Linked DNA regions of Mus musculus: region 1 is linked to region 2. A link is a contact called in public Hi-C data. All regions are on one chromosome and are shown on one strand. The core of a region is the stretch at or near the end of the contact, and the rest is flanking DNA. Distances in the headings are between cores, read along the strand shown. Region 1 has its middle 9.5 kb from the start of Osbpl5. Region 2 overlaps R74862 (expressed sequence R74862).

The links. A called contact is a pair of places that touch in the nucleus more often than the background predicts.
Region 1: a contact with region 2 is called in a Hi-C map of liver, with 2.3 times the contacts expected there. The contact joins two enhancer-like sites. A contact is called at or near these places in 4 of 39 promoter capture datasets (the 3T3-L1 cell line, hippocampal neurons, liver and 1 more), 1 of 484 Hi-C or Micro-C datasets (liver) and 1 of 115 datasets of contacts at active chromatin or transcription factors (microglia).

The regions. Positions count from the first base shown.
Region 1 is chr7:143,746,581-143,753,210 of GRCm38.p6, forward strand. It overlaps a transcript of Osbpl5 not described here. Among named protein-coding and RNA genes, the nearest start is that of Osbpl5, 9.5 kb to the left of the region's middle. Within about 2 kb of position 1,676, at least 104 of the 459 cell types and tissues checked have an H3K27ac peak or open chromatin away from gene starts, as enhancers often do. A contact at or near this core is called in liver, where this site is marked.
Region 2 is chr7:143,037,959-143,044,866 of GRCm38.p6, forward strand. It overlaps R74862 (expressed sequence R74862), which reads right to left. Exons shown (of 5, transcript NR_110354.1): 2 at 6,537-6,698. Among named protein-coding and RNA genes, the nearest start is that of Cd81, 11 kb to the right of the region's middle. Within about 2 kb of position 4,458, at least 91 of the 459 cell types and tissues checked have an H3K27ac peak or open chromatin away from gene starts, as enhancers often do. A contact at or near this core is called in liver, where this site is marked.

The DNA of each region.
Region 1 (6,630 bases), core at 426-2,925, 710 kb after region 2:
TATCGAGTTCTGTTATATCCACTATGAACGAAAACATTTATTTGTAACCACTTTAAAAATCTTTACAAAAAGACATGGAAGTAGAAGGGTGCAGAAGTAGGTGTGGGAAGTGAAGGGGAATCTCATACATACACACAATATCAATATCATACAAACACAATGCAACACAATATCATACAAACATACACAATGTCATACACACATATCACACATATATGCATATTAACATATGTGCACAATATTAACATCATACAAATACATAATATCATACATACATACAATATTGATATAAAACATACATGCAATATTAATCTCATACATATACACAATATCATACAATATTAATATCATACAAGCACATATAATATACACATATTAATCTCATACATACACACAATATTAATCTCATACATACACACAATATTAATAGCAAACATACATACAATATTAATATACAAACACACAATATCATACATGCATACATTAATATCATACAAACACATATCATACATACAATATTAACATCATACATACATAATATTAACATCATACATGCAATATTAGTCTCATAATACACACAATATCATACATACATACAATATTAATATCATACAAAATATATGTCATACACACATATTAAGATCATATATACACACAACATTAACATCATACATACAATATCAATAACATGCAATACACACAATATTAATCATAATACACACTTTATTAACATCATACATTACACACAATATTAATAACATACATACACACAATATTAATATACACACATATTAACATCATACATACACATAATATCATACATTACACACAATATTATTATCATACATATACACATATTAACATCATAGATACACACATTATTAACAAAAAACATTTTTAAGACCTAGGCAACCAAACCAACCCCCAAAGAAACCCATTGTTTTGTGCAAGTAATGTATATTAATGATTTTTTGAACTTTTATTATAATTAGTGTTGTTGTGTGTGTATGCTGTGCAGAGGGGGCACTGTGTGGTAGCGTGTGTGTGTGTGTGTGTGTGTGTGTGTGTGTGTGTGTGTAGGTCAGAAGATAATTTCTTCCATGTTTATGTGAATTCCATGGATAGAACTCAGGCTCTCAGGGTTGCAGGAGAGAGGGACAAACAAATTTACCTGTTAGGCTACTTCAACAGCCCGACAATTAAAACAATTTTTTTGAGGTAGCTAGACCCAGAGAGATGACTTGGTGGTTAAGACAAAGCACCGCTTTGAAGAGGATCTGAACTTGGTCCCTGGCACTGTCACTGGGGCTCATAACAGCTTGTAACTGTACTTCCAGGGCATTCAATGCCTCTGGCCTCTACAGGCACCTGCGTTCAAGTGCACAAACCTACACACACACACACACACACACACACACACACACACACACTTGTAATCATAATTAAAACTAAAAGTAAATATTTTTTAAAAAGAATTGCTAATACAGTTTTGAAAGAAAGTAGTGGAAGGGCTCTTGCCACTTGACTTAAGTGAAAACATCCAAGAATCAATTCTGTGCAGTATTAGTGTTGGCAAAAGAAACAATGCAGATTAACAAAATGGAGCTGAGGCCAGGAGTCCATGGGACATTGGTTTTGGCCACAGACACAAAGACAGAAAAGGCATTTCAGTGGAGAAAAGGCAGGCTGCCAAACAAAAGGTGCTGTGACAACTGGCCTTTTCTCTGCAGACAGACAACCTGGATCCATTCTGCCTTCGTTTAGAAAAGTGTCGGCCAGAACCATGTAAGGAGAATTTGTGTCCAACCTGTGGCGCCACTGGGAGGTGGTGAGACCACCCCCCCGCCCCCCCCCCGCCCCCCGCTAGGAGGTGGGGCTAGGACGAGCCCTTGAAGGGGCTCTTGGGACCTGCAGTCCATTAGCTCCTGGCAAATTGGATCACAACAGTATGGCCAGATGGTGGAGCAACAGCGCCCCCACATGTCGCTGAAAGGAACCCCAAGTACGCCAAGAGGCTTTGGCCTTTGGAAAGCAGATTGGCAGTTTTACATTCACGCCTCTAGGAGACTCAGCTGCTTCGTAGCACTGCACCCACCCAGGCAAATTGACATCTGCACAGAAACGTGTGTGTTTTCTATGGCTTTGTTCACAGACGCCTGAGGCAGAAGCAAGCTGGCAATGTTTCAGTGCGACAGAAGAGTACCAGGGCATTGGCAGAGCAAACATCCGCCCCTCCCCCAAATGCTTTCCTCCACTCAGCAGCATGCAGGAATCTCATAAGCTCTCTGCAGCTCAGAAGAAGCACAGAAGTTTCTGGAAAAGGCAGAAGTGTAGGGAGAGAGAGAGGGAGGGGGAGGGGGAGACTAAAGGTGAGGAGAGGGAGATAGGGAGGGGAGAGGGGGAGAGAGGGAGAGAGAGGGGGAGAGGAAGAGGGAGAGGGAGGAAGGGGAAGAGGGAGGGGGAGAGGGAGGGGAGGGGGAGAGGGGGAGACAGAAGGTGAGGAGAGGGAGATAGGGAGGGGAGAGAGGGAGGGAGGGGGAGGGGGGAGAGGAAGAGGAAGAAGGAGGGGGAGGGAGAGAGGGAGGGGGAGGGAGATCAGGGGTGAAAGGCAAGGGACAAGGTGGACCCCTCGAGACCCCAGGGCTGGTCTTAGAGTGTCCAGATTATTCTGCAGTTGAACTGCAGTGGCAGCGACACCACTGTGGACACACAGCCACACACTGTCAAAATGACATGCGTGAACTACTACCATACCCTCATGTGGCAGTTAGCTTTAAGTGTTAACTTATCACAACCTAGAATCACCTGGGAAGAGAATCTCAATAACAGATCATCTGCATGACAGCTTTGGGGTGAGGGTGGGGGTGTGTGCTGTGGGCATTTCTGTGGGGATTGTCTTAATTAAGCCAATCAATGCCACACCTTAGGTGGCACCATTCCCTAATCAGGAGCTCCTGGACTATGTAAGACTGGAGAAGTGGCACTGAGTACAAGAGAGTGAGCATGCCTGCATTCATTTTCCTGTGCTCTTGACTTCGGCTGTGACTGCTGTGACCGGCTGTTCAGTTGCTGCTTTGACCTCCCTGGTATCATGGAGTATAAACTGGAATTGTAAGCTGAACTAAACCTCTCTCCTTTGAATTGCTTCTAAATTGTTATCACCACAACAGAAATGAAACTTGAACAGCCCAGAATGCCACACTGAGGAAATGATGGAACGAAATGTCACCGATAGGGAGTTGTCTTCCAAAGGCACGTACATGCACGGGGGCTGTGGGACGTGTACACACATGCAGAGGGGCCCCCTGAATGGATACAAGCTAAACAGTTGGCAGTGGAAAAGCCCCGGAGGCCATTCTGCCCCAGGTCAGGGCTGTCCCTGTCCAGAGCAAATTCCATCCTGGTAGATCAGAGCCTGGCTCTCTGGATGTGGGAAGGGACCACAGACATCGGGACACCAGCAGTCAGTGGTCTGTGGTGGCTGTCTTAGGGTCTCATGGAACAGGGGATCTATTCTCCTGAGAATAGATGTGGCTCCTTGGCATTTTCAGTCTCTGACACTGAGGCCTCAAGCAAGAATCCAGCAGGACCATGAGTGAAGGACCTGTCAGCATAGAGGTAGCTGGATAGTAGGCGTAAGGGGTGCTCTCTCCTGGGCGGAGCAACTCTTGGCTCTGGGCCTTGACTCTCCAGGTATACATAAGGGGATGGGTGGTATCCTGTCATATTGGAGGCCATGTAAACTCCAAGACAGGCTGGTAGTCTAAGCCCCTCATGTCTTATCCTGCTAGCCAGAGAGGAAGAAACATAGGGTGGCCTGGAGTGATGTGGGTGGAACTATAAGGCTCAGAAGCAGGATGGGGAGTGACAGAGGCCCTTCCTGAGCCTTTGTGAGCCCACGACTCTGACCTCAGGAGAGAGGGTCCACTTCATTCCTGAGGTAGAGGGGACATGTGAGAAGAACACTTATGAGGCAGAGGACAGAGAAGAGATGGGGTATGTCACTCCTGGCTGTATGCAGGTATGCGATGGGAAACCCAACCTCCATGTGCGTCCTGCAGGATGTTCTTGCTCTCTCTTTACCCTCCTGCAGTGTGTGTGTGTGTGTGTGTGTGTGTGTGTGTGTGTGTGTGCACGCACACACGCCAGATCAGCCTCAAGTGGCGTTCCTCGGGCACTGTCCACCTTGCTTTTGGTTTCTTGCTATTTTCAAGCCTCTTACTGGCCTAGAACTTTCAAGTTTAGACTTAGTTAGGCTGGCTCACCACTAAGTCCTAAGGATCCTCTTGTCTCTGCCTCTCCAACTCGGAGGTTACAAGTGTGTGCCACTATGAGCAGCTTAAAGTTGGGTTCTGTGAGGACATCCTTTCACAGTGAGGACTTTGCAAATTCCCTCCCCAACCCAGAACTTGGGATTCTTACACCTTCCACCTCCTACAGCCAAAGGGATAACAGAGTCATCTGGAGTGATGGAAACAGGCTATAAGCAAAGTGGCCTGGGGTGGCTGCCATCAGCCACACACCAATGCAGGCTGAAGGTGTAGTGGATAATCCAGGAACTCACTTTAGCATATTTATTTATTGTTAAAGATTTCTTTATTTATTATATGTAAGTACACTGTAGCTGTCTTAGGACACCCTAGAAGAGGGCATCAGATCTTATTACAGATGGTTGTAAGCTATCATGTGGTTGCTGGGATTTGAGCTCAGGACCTTTGGAAGAGCAGTCAGTGCTCTTAGCCGCTGAGCCATCTCTCCAGTCCACTTTAGCACATTTAAATGTCAGTTTGAACAGCCTCAGGTGGACTGTGGTTGCCAAGGCACACTTTGCTTTGTGACTGGGACCTTGGGCTCAGTTGGGGCACCAGTTTGCAGGTGGCAGTGATCCAGAGTTGCTACTAAAGATGTCTGATTACCCAAAGGTACGTGCAAATTTGACATATTCCCTGTAGAGATGCATGAATTTTCCCAGAACTAGAAAAAGCAACCCTAACATGCAGGTAGAATCTGCTGGCACACAGATACATGGAAAACCAGTCTTGGCAAGCATGGTCAATTGACTTTTGATAATGGTGTTGAAACAACTCTGAGAGTTAGTTATGCAATCTTCTACTAGAGAGGAACAGTGTCTGGCCACACCCTGAGGGGTATCCCCCTGTCCTACCTGTCACACATAAATAAAACTAAAATAAACCCAAAACAATTTAAAAGAACTCTCCCTGGGCCTGAGTGGGGTGGGGGGCATGGTGGCCCATAGCCACCCTGCAGTTGACAGGGTTCCTTTGATCACTCTTTCCATGGTTAAATGATTTGCCGTGTCTGTCACTGAGCAATGCTGCTGGCTTGCAGGCCCACTGGGCTTTGAGATCTGCAGGGAGCACATACATAGATACTCGGGCTCCAGCCAGGGACCCATCATGCCTGGTGAGGGGTGAGAGCAGAGAGCATCCTGACCCTGCACACAGAGCTTTGTCAACTTGTTAGGGATTGTCCTGAAAAAGGTGGGATGAGCTATAACCAGATGGACAGGCCTGGCCTATGCTGGAGGCCCGTGTGTCCTTGCTCTTTCTCACACACTTGACAAGGACAGCTGAGGTGAGATATGGTGCTGAGAGCTATAAGGAGCCAGTGATAAGGGCAAGTCCCAGGTCTGGAGAAATGCAGGGTTTGCTTGTGATAAGGCTTGGACTCAGAAGTCCGGGGAGGCAAGTTCAATGTCCAGAAGGTTAGTGAACATCAGCCTTACAGCTGGCCAGTGCCCAGGTGTGACATGAACTTGACTAGGGTTAGGCACTGAACGTCCCTGGGGAACACACCTGGCGGTGAGAGAAGCTGAGTCCTACCTTCCAGACTGCTGTCTGGGGGAACACAGCAGAGTAGAAAGATGGATGTGTAGTCTGCCTGGAGAGCCCCCCCTACCTGCTGCAGCTCCTATGTCTCCCACCGGGAAGTCTCAGCCTGAGGTGGTCCTGAACAGTCCCTGGGTTTGTCTGGAGACAGGGCCAAAAAGATGTGGCCGCCACACACTCCTAAAGCAGCAGGGTCTGGAGAAACAGACACTGGTGTGACAAGGACAAACGATGGGACAGCCAGGATGGCTGTCCTTAAAAGGACAGCTCCTGACTCAGCCAAGATGTGACTCTCACCAGATGGAGGTGAAAGATGGGACCAGAGCCGCAGGTCACCCTGGCACTGGGTGGCCTGCAGGTTTCTGGCTGGCAGGCTCAGATGTCCTTGTCCCTGCTCCAGTTTCACCCTAGGGAATGTAAGGAGAAGGAGGTGGGCCAGGGTGACCTGTCTTGTCTGACTCATGCAATGGGGACTGTATAAGTTTGCGGTGGATGAGGTCTGGGGATGGAGCTCTGGCTGAAAAGAAGCAACAATCACAATATTGGGAGGTTGGGATTGTCAAGCCCTCCCTACCCCCCATCTAGGTAAGACCTGCTTCTCCCTAGAAGTCACCAACCCAACTACACCCCCATAGTCACCCCTGCTCCTGGCTTCTCTTGCTCATAGATCCTCTACCCCAGCCATGACTGCAGCCTCATGTAGAAGGGGGCCTTGCATTGGTTCTCATCAGCCCGAGGCTCCCAGAGGCAGCAGGTGGGTTTTCTGCTATCTTCTCACTGG
Region 2 (6,908 bases), core at 3,208-5,707:
CTCCCCAAAGGCCATCTTTATACCACTGTGTTTGTGTTCAGACACTTCAACCTCAGTGATACTGCTGTGTCTCTGAGAAAGGAATACACTTGCCAACAAATTAAAGCACGGCAGAAGGCTACATCCATGTGACTCACAAATCTGTGTCTCCATCACTCTGAAGCAGCTGACTTGAAAATAAGGTACTGAGTGGCTAATAAGAGCTGAAGCAGAATTCTCCAGAAGGCTGAATGTTCTCTGCCTCAGTGTTCAGTGTCCAGCACTATTTCTTCCATAGTCATGAGTCATGAATCCAGAAATCAAGGGGTGGGCATGGGAATAGAACTACTACCCACAACCCCCAAGGACCCATTAAGCAAAATTTCTACTTCCTTTTTGCACAGTGTTATGCTCTGCTGGCCTAGAAATTTTGGCTCCAGAATGAGGAACACTTCTGCAAGGAGATACAACAAACACTACATTGAATTGGATGTAAAGGAATCTACACCGCAATCTGAGCTTCTGAGGCTGAGGAGGAATTGGGGGTTGGTGAAATGCCTGACCCTGACTACCAGGAGAGATCTGCAGTTCATGGCTCCCTTAATGTGTCCGTAGTGTTACCACGCCATGGGGTTAAAGTCAATGCTACCATAAGGGCTCTCAGGCCAGGGGAAGGTATAGGTTACTTGTCAGATAAGAGCCAAGACTAGCTGAGTTGCTGAGGGCAAATGGGCTGCAGAATAGGGGTGGGGTGTGGAAAGGGGGATTTCTGACTGCTAGCTAAGATCATGTGACCAGAGAAAGATTCTGGTGGCCACAGCACTTCCTCTTTTAAGAATGTGTCTGGAACCATGGCTCAGCAGTTAAAAGCACTGGTATATATGCAGAGGTCCTGGATTTGGTTCACAGTACCTGCATGCCAGCTCACAATTGCCTATAACTCTAGTTCTGGCCTCCATGGGCACTACACACACACACACACACACACACACATATGCAGGCAAAACGCACATACACAAAAAATGAAAAGTTTTAAAATTCTCAGTGTTTCTTGCTGTATAGCTCTGGCTGGCTCAGAACTTTCTATGTAGACCCAGCTGGCCTTGAATTCACAAAGATCCACCTGCTTCTGCCTCCTGAGTTCTGGGATTAAAACTGTGCACCCCACACCCAGAAAATTAATCTTTTTGTTTAAAAAAAGGGTATCTGTGGGTAGGTAGTCACATAGAAGGACACAGTACCTGTTTTCTTCATGTATCTTCCCTAGCTTATTCCTCAATCACATGACCCATAGTCTTTGAGTTATGGATGTCAGGGGGACAGCAAACATCACCAGGAATCACACATTCTCCTTTGGTGCAGGGTTCAGGGGATACCTGGAATACACCACATGGCTAGCTCATGTTGTGTACAACCATGGCCTTGCAGTCTTTACTGGGAGATAAAGGGAGATTTAGGGGGATGTTGCTAGTCATGTTGACATGGGTGGACTTGGAAGTTTAGGGTGTCAGCCTGACTCTGGTTATGGGCTGTCCAGATAGGTGAGAAAGCTCTGCTGTTGAATAGGTTTCTGGAAGTTTTTCTGGAAGATATTGAAACTTGAATCAGTGGTTGTGGGGAAGACCTACCTCGCCCAATGTGGGCAGCAGCATCTGAACTGAGTTAAGGGTCCACATGGAAAACAGTGAGGTCCTCCCCTCCCCTAGGCCCCTCCTCCAGGTAGATTTCTTTTGCCCATGGACATAAGACCTCTCTAATGAAATCAGGCTCTCTGGGAGAGCCTTTGGATCTAGGCCCTTCACTGATAGCCCTGACCCCTGGCTTTAGGCCCTCAGTCTTGGGTTGTGTATTAATTCATTGGCTCCCCTGGTTCTAGGCAAATTTAGACTTCACTAGCTATTTCCCCAGTCTTCAGATGTCATGAGACTTCTGTGTCCACAGCCATATTAGGGAGATTAGCTAATCTCCCTAACAAGTCCCTATCATCTTTCTCTGTGTCTTGGGGTGGAGCTGTAGTCAAATGGAGAAGGCTCTCCTCACTAGAGATGCTCCAGCTCATAGGAGTTGTCTCACCTGAGTTCTTGTTCCTTCTAGGGCCACCTGTGTGTGTCCTTGCAGTGATTGATGGAGGGACAAAAGGACACCATCTTCATCATAGTTCCCAGTGTCTCTAAAGGGATGAATCAGCTCCAAAGATGGCCTCAGGACATTGAAGCTCTCTTGAAAGGCTGATCTACTCCTTTGCTCAACAGTGGGGTGGAGCTGTCCCTGGCCCTTGGGCATTTATGGTTTACAAGGAGCCTGCCCTAGGCAGATGCTGCAGGCCTGCCAGACTAGGGACCCAAAGCCTGGGGTTAAAACCTGGACACTATTGTGGGAAGGAGCCTCCTTGCAGGCCAGGAAAACATAAACCCTGGATTTCCTAGATAGAGCAAGAGGAGCCAGAAGCCTGATATGGCTAGAAAAACAGATGCCCACAGAGACTTGCAGGCCTATAGTTCCATCCTCATCGTGGGCTCTATCTATCTCAATACATGTGCAATCTGGGCACTGAGTCAGAGACAGATATTGAGAATAGTCTGCCCCACTAGGTGCTGCATCTGCACCTTGCACCTCCACTCAGCAGTGACACTGGGACTCAGAAGTCATGTGTCCTGCAGATGCTGATCCACAGCACTGGCTGGCCCTGCTATGATTAGCCTTGTGCACAGTGGGTCTTGCCTTAAACTTGGGATAGCAAGCATTCCCAGACCCTGGGCAGGCTAGAGGAGGCGGATAAGGCCAGAGGCGGACACCTTGCTGGAGCCCTATCCTACCCCTTCCTGGCTCATCCCCTGCCCCTGCCCCTCTCTAGTGGCCTCTGAACCTGCACATCCTTCCTTCTTACCCCTCTCCAAGCAGTGCCCTGTTAAGAGGCCCTCAACCCATTCAGCATCCTCTTGCCTGCCTGGACTCCAAACATCTTCACTCAGACCTGTCTTCATCACAGCTCCCCGGTCCCCATCCTGTGGGGCAATGTCCTTTGTGAAGTCCTCTGACTCTCTTATCTGCCAAGAATTTAAGGCCTCTGAGTCTTATTTAATAATTTTTCTCTCTTAATTACTACGTATTGATCTGGAAACCAGAGCCCAGTTCCACTGCAAAGGATTAATAGCCAGCAGCGCTTATGGTTATTCACTTTCCGTAATGTTATGTCTTGACCCCAGCCATACCCCACCCACTCACCCATCAGTCCTGAGACCTAGCTCCATCCCCCCAGCCACTGACTCACTTGTGAGCACCTTCCCACTTCCTTCTCCCACAGCCTTACACAAGCTGGCTTGGCCATCCACTCACGCTTGAGGAAATAGGAAGCAGAAATAGTTAGATTCCAGAACTTTCTCTCACCACATCCTCCCTTCCTGGCTTTCCCCTGAGTATTCCCAGCTACTTCCTTGCTTTGAAAGACTTGCCTTCAATCCAAACTTTAGGTTCTCTGTTGAGAAGTCCCACCCTCCTACAGTCTACTCCATCCTGCTGTGGTCTCCCCACCCAGGCCCAGTGACCCCCTTAACCTATCAGGGTCTAGGCTGGAGGCCTTCTTTTCCTAAGCATTGCCCACTTCTTCAGGTCTCATCTAGCAGCCTCTCTGTGAGAACTTCAGAATTCCCTTCAGAGAAGTTGGCCTCCCCTGTGGGGCCTCGTCACATGGAAGTTGGCAGGCAATGTGTCAAAGGCAGGCAGCCCCTGATAGTCTAAACAGTAAGAGAAATAGATGAGGAAGTGTCCCTGCGACAAAGCAAATGTCCTGATGTCTTAATGTGCCCTTTGTGCTCTCAAGAATCTAGTCTGGGGAAAGGGGGACAAAGGCTATGTTTGGGGCAGCCTGGCTCTGACCAGAAATGTCTGGGATAGGTGGGCATCAGCCCTGTGTGAGCCTAGTCACTGCAGAAGCCAGAGATGATTTCTTCAGACTCTTCCCTTCAGCCCCCTCTAGCCCCTCTAATCCATGGTGATGGGACAGAGGTGGGAGACAGACAGAGGCTGTTGGGCCTCCCTAGGTTTATATTCCACAGGAATGAAGGCACCAAGAGCATCCCAGCCAGCCCTGGTCACTTCCCAGAACCCCTCTCTCCTCAGGGGATGGGTCTTAACAGGCTACACTCGCAGTGCTGAGCAGGCACTCCTAGGTAGATGGTGAAGACAGCCTTGGCCTCTTATTAGCAGCACTGCTGGGGTCTTTGCACAGAGTGACACAGAGACCATGAAGACAGGACTAGCCTTGTAGGCTGAAGCTCCACCCCCAGCCCAGACAGTGGACTATCTGACCCTCTCCTCAGGGACAGGGCCTCCTTTTCTGGCTCAGCCCAGATTTCCGGATTCCATTGCTTGCCAGGAGTCGGGAGGTGGAAATAATATAGAACTCTAGCCAGCCCTCTCTGACCCAGAGAACTGTGTGCACTTGGCCAACCTTGGGACTGCACCATCCAAAGGGCAAGGGTCCCACAGTAGGGGCAGCTGCAATGTCCTGCCAGTTACGGTCAGGGTCACAGCTCTCCAGAGGCCAGACAGGCCTTTTTTTTCCTTCACAGCTGCAGTGTCCACCCAACCCCCAAGGTATCCAGAATTGTTGTTGCCCTCTTCCTCCAACAGCTGGACTAAAGGGGGACTTTAGTCCCTGCACATCCTGGAAAGACTCATCCTGGCTCATAGGTGACCTCCACAAGCTCCCTGAGAGTTGACTGGATCTGGCATCACAAGGATTCCAGAAGATGCCAAGGTACTTTCCTGGGCACAGCAAGTCTAGGCCTCCCAATACCAGGACAGCACCTCACTGCAAACCATTCCATAGGCAACTGCAGGCCACAGGCAAGCGCTGAAGCCCTTGGTACTTGTAGTCTCTCATACACAGGCCTGCTTTGAGCTCCTTTTTCTTCCTTGACTATGGAGACTTGAGTCTTTTGAAAAACCTCACAAGTTAGGGCTGTTGATTGTCCCTGAAGCAGGAAGGTCTGTCTTCCGGTGACCTTTTTACTATCTCTGCCCATATGCCAGTCACTGTGGTGGCTCTTCCTGGACCTGTATTACTGCCCTTGTGGGTTTGTCTGACTCCCTGCTGGTTCCCCTTCCACCAGAGAGAACACTTGAAAGTACAGTCCAGAGCTTGACCCTCCAGGTCCCCAGGGCCAGGCTCAGACTCTAGCCTTTACTCTCTCTCTCTCTCTCTCACTTCCTATGCTGTCTGGTTTGGGGTTTTTGTCCACACGCTGACCAAGTGTCAGACATAGGCTTCACTTCAGTTACGTCTCTGCTTAGTCATTCAGTTAACCACTGATGGGTAGTGATTACTTTTTCCTCATCCCCTTTGGCTCCTCCCAAATTCCCTAGCTTGCTGACAGGTCCTCTCACCCCAGAGCTCTCCTAGTTTGCTAAATGTGATGACCAGAAATGACAGAGGCCTCCCTGTTCTAGTTTGTTTTCTGTTGCTGTGATAAAACATTATGATCAACAGGCAAACTTAGGGGAAGAAATTGTTAACTTGGCGTATACTTCGAGTTCACAGCCTATCATTGAGGCAGAAACCAGATGTATGCAGCCAAAACCCCAAAGATGTGTTGTGATAAGACCTCTCAGGGTAGCATTAGCACCACCTTCACAGCTCCAGACAAGGGCAAGCCTCCCTTCTACCTCTATTATTCTACCACTATTAGTTTACATACTCTCAGCTGCTGCTGCTGCTGCTGCTGCTGCTCCTCCTCCTCCTCTTCCTCCTCCTCCTCTTCTTCTTCTTTTCTTCTTCTTCTTCCTTCTTTCTTCTTCTTCCTCCTCCTCCTCCTCCTTCTTCTTCTTCTTCTTTTGAGACAGGGTTTCTCTGTATAGCCCTGGCTGTCCTGGAACTCACTTTGTAGACCAGACTGGCCTTGAACTCAGAAATCCACCTGTCTCTGCCTCCCAAGTGCTGGGATTAAAGGTGTGCACCTCCACTGCCTGCCTAGATAGGGTCTCTTTATGAAGTCTTGCTATTCTGAAACTCTCTGTGTAGACAATGCTGGCTGGCCTTGAGCTCACAGAAACCTGTCTGCCTCTGCTTCCTAAGTGCTGGAATCGAAGGAATGCATACATTTGACTTTTCTCAGCATTTTAAAAGGAAGCATCAAATATAAGGTCTTTTACACCTGGCCTTTTTCATCAACAAAACATTTAAGGGTTTTGTTTTGTTTTGTCTTTGTTTTGAGACAGGGTCTTACTTTATAGGCCTGGTTGGCCTGGAACCTGTGGAGATCCTCCTGTCTCTGTCTTCCAGGTTACACTCATATGTCACAATACCTGACTCAGCATTTTCAAGACCCGTCTGAGTTATACCATGTATCATGGCTTCCTTCATTTCAATGGCTGCATTACACTCTGTGGTCTGGACAATGTCATGTGGACACATTTGTCACTTGATGGGCATCTTTAGTTTTTGTACTTAAAAATATATTATTTTACTTTTATGTTTGCCTTGGGTTATCTAAAGGAACAGAACTGATAAAATGAATATATATCAAATATATTAAAAGAGTATTAGAATGACTTACCGGCTGTAGCCTGGTATTCCAACAATAGCAGTATTCCAGTGGGAAGGCCAAGAATCTGGCAGTTGTTCAGTCCCCAAGACTGGGTGTCTCAGCAGTACCATCTAGTGCTGGAGTCCTAGAGGATTCCTGAAGAGATGCTGGTCTTTGGTCTATGTTGAAATCCTAAAAAAAAAAAAAAAAGTAGATCCTAACACCAGCAAAGGAATGACTCACCAACAAAACAGATGAACAAGCCAATAAGAGTGAGGGAAAATGGGGGCAGGGGAGGAAGCAAGTTTCCTTCTTCCATGTTCTTTTATATGACCTGCTACCAGGAGGTATGACCCAGAGTTAGGTCTCCCCTCCTAACTGAAGCAACCAAGTAAATCCCTC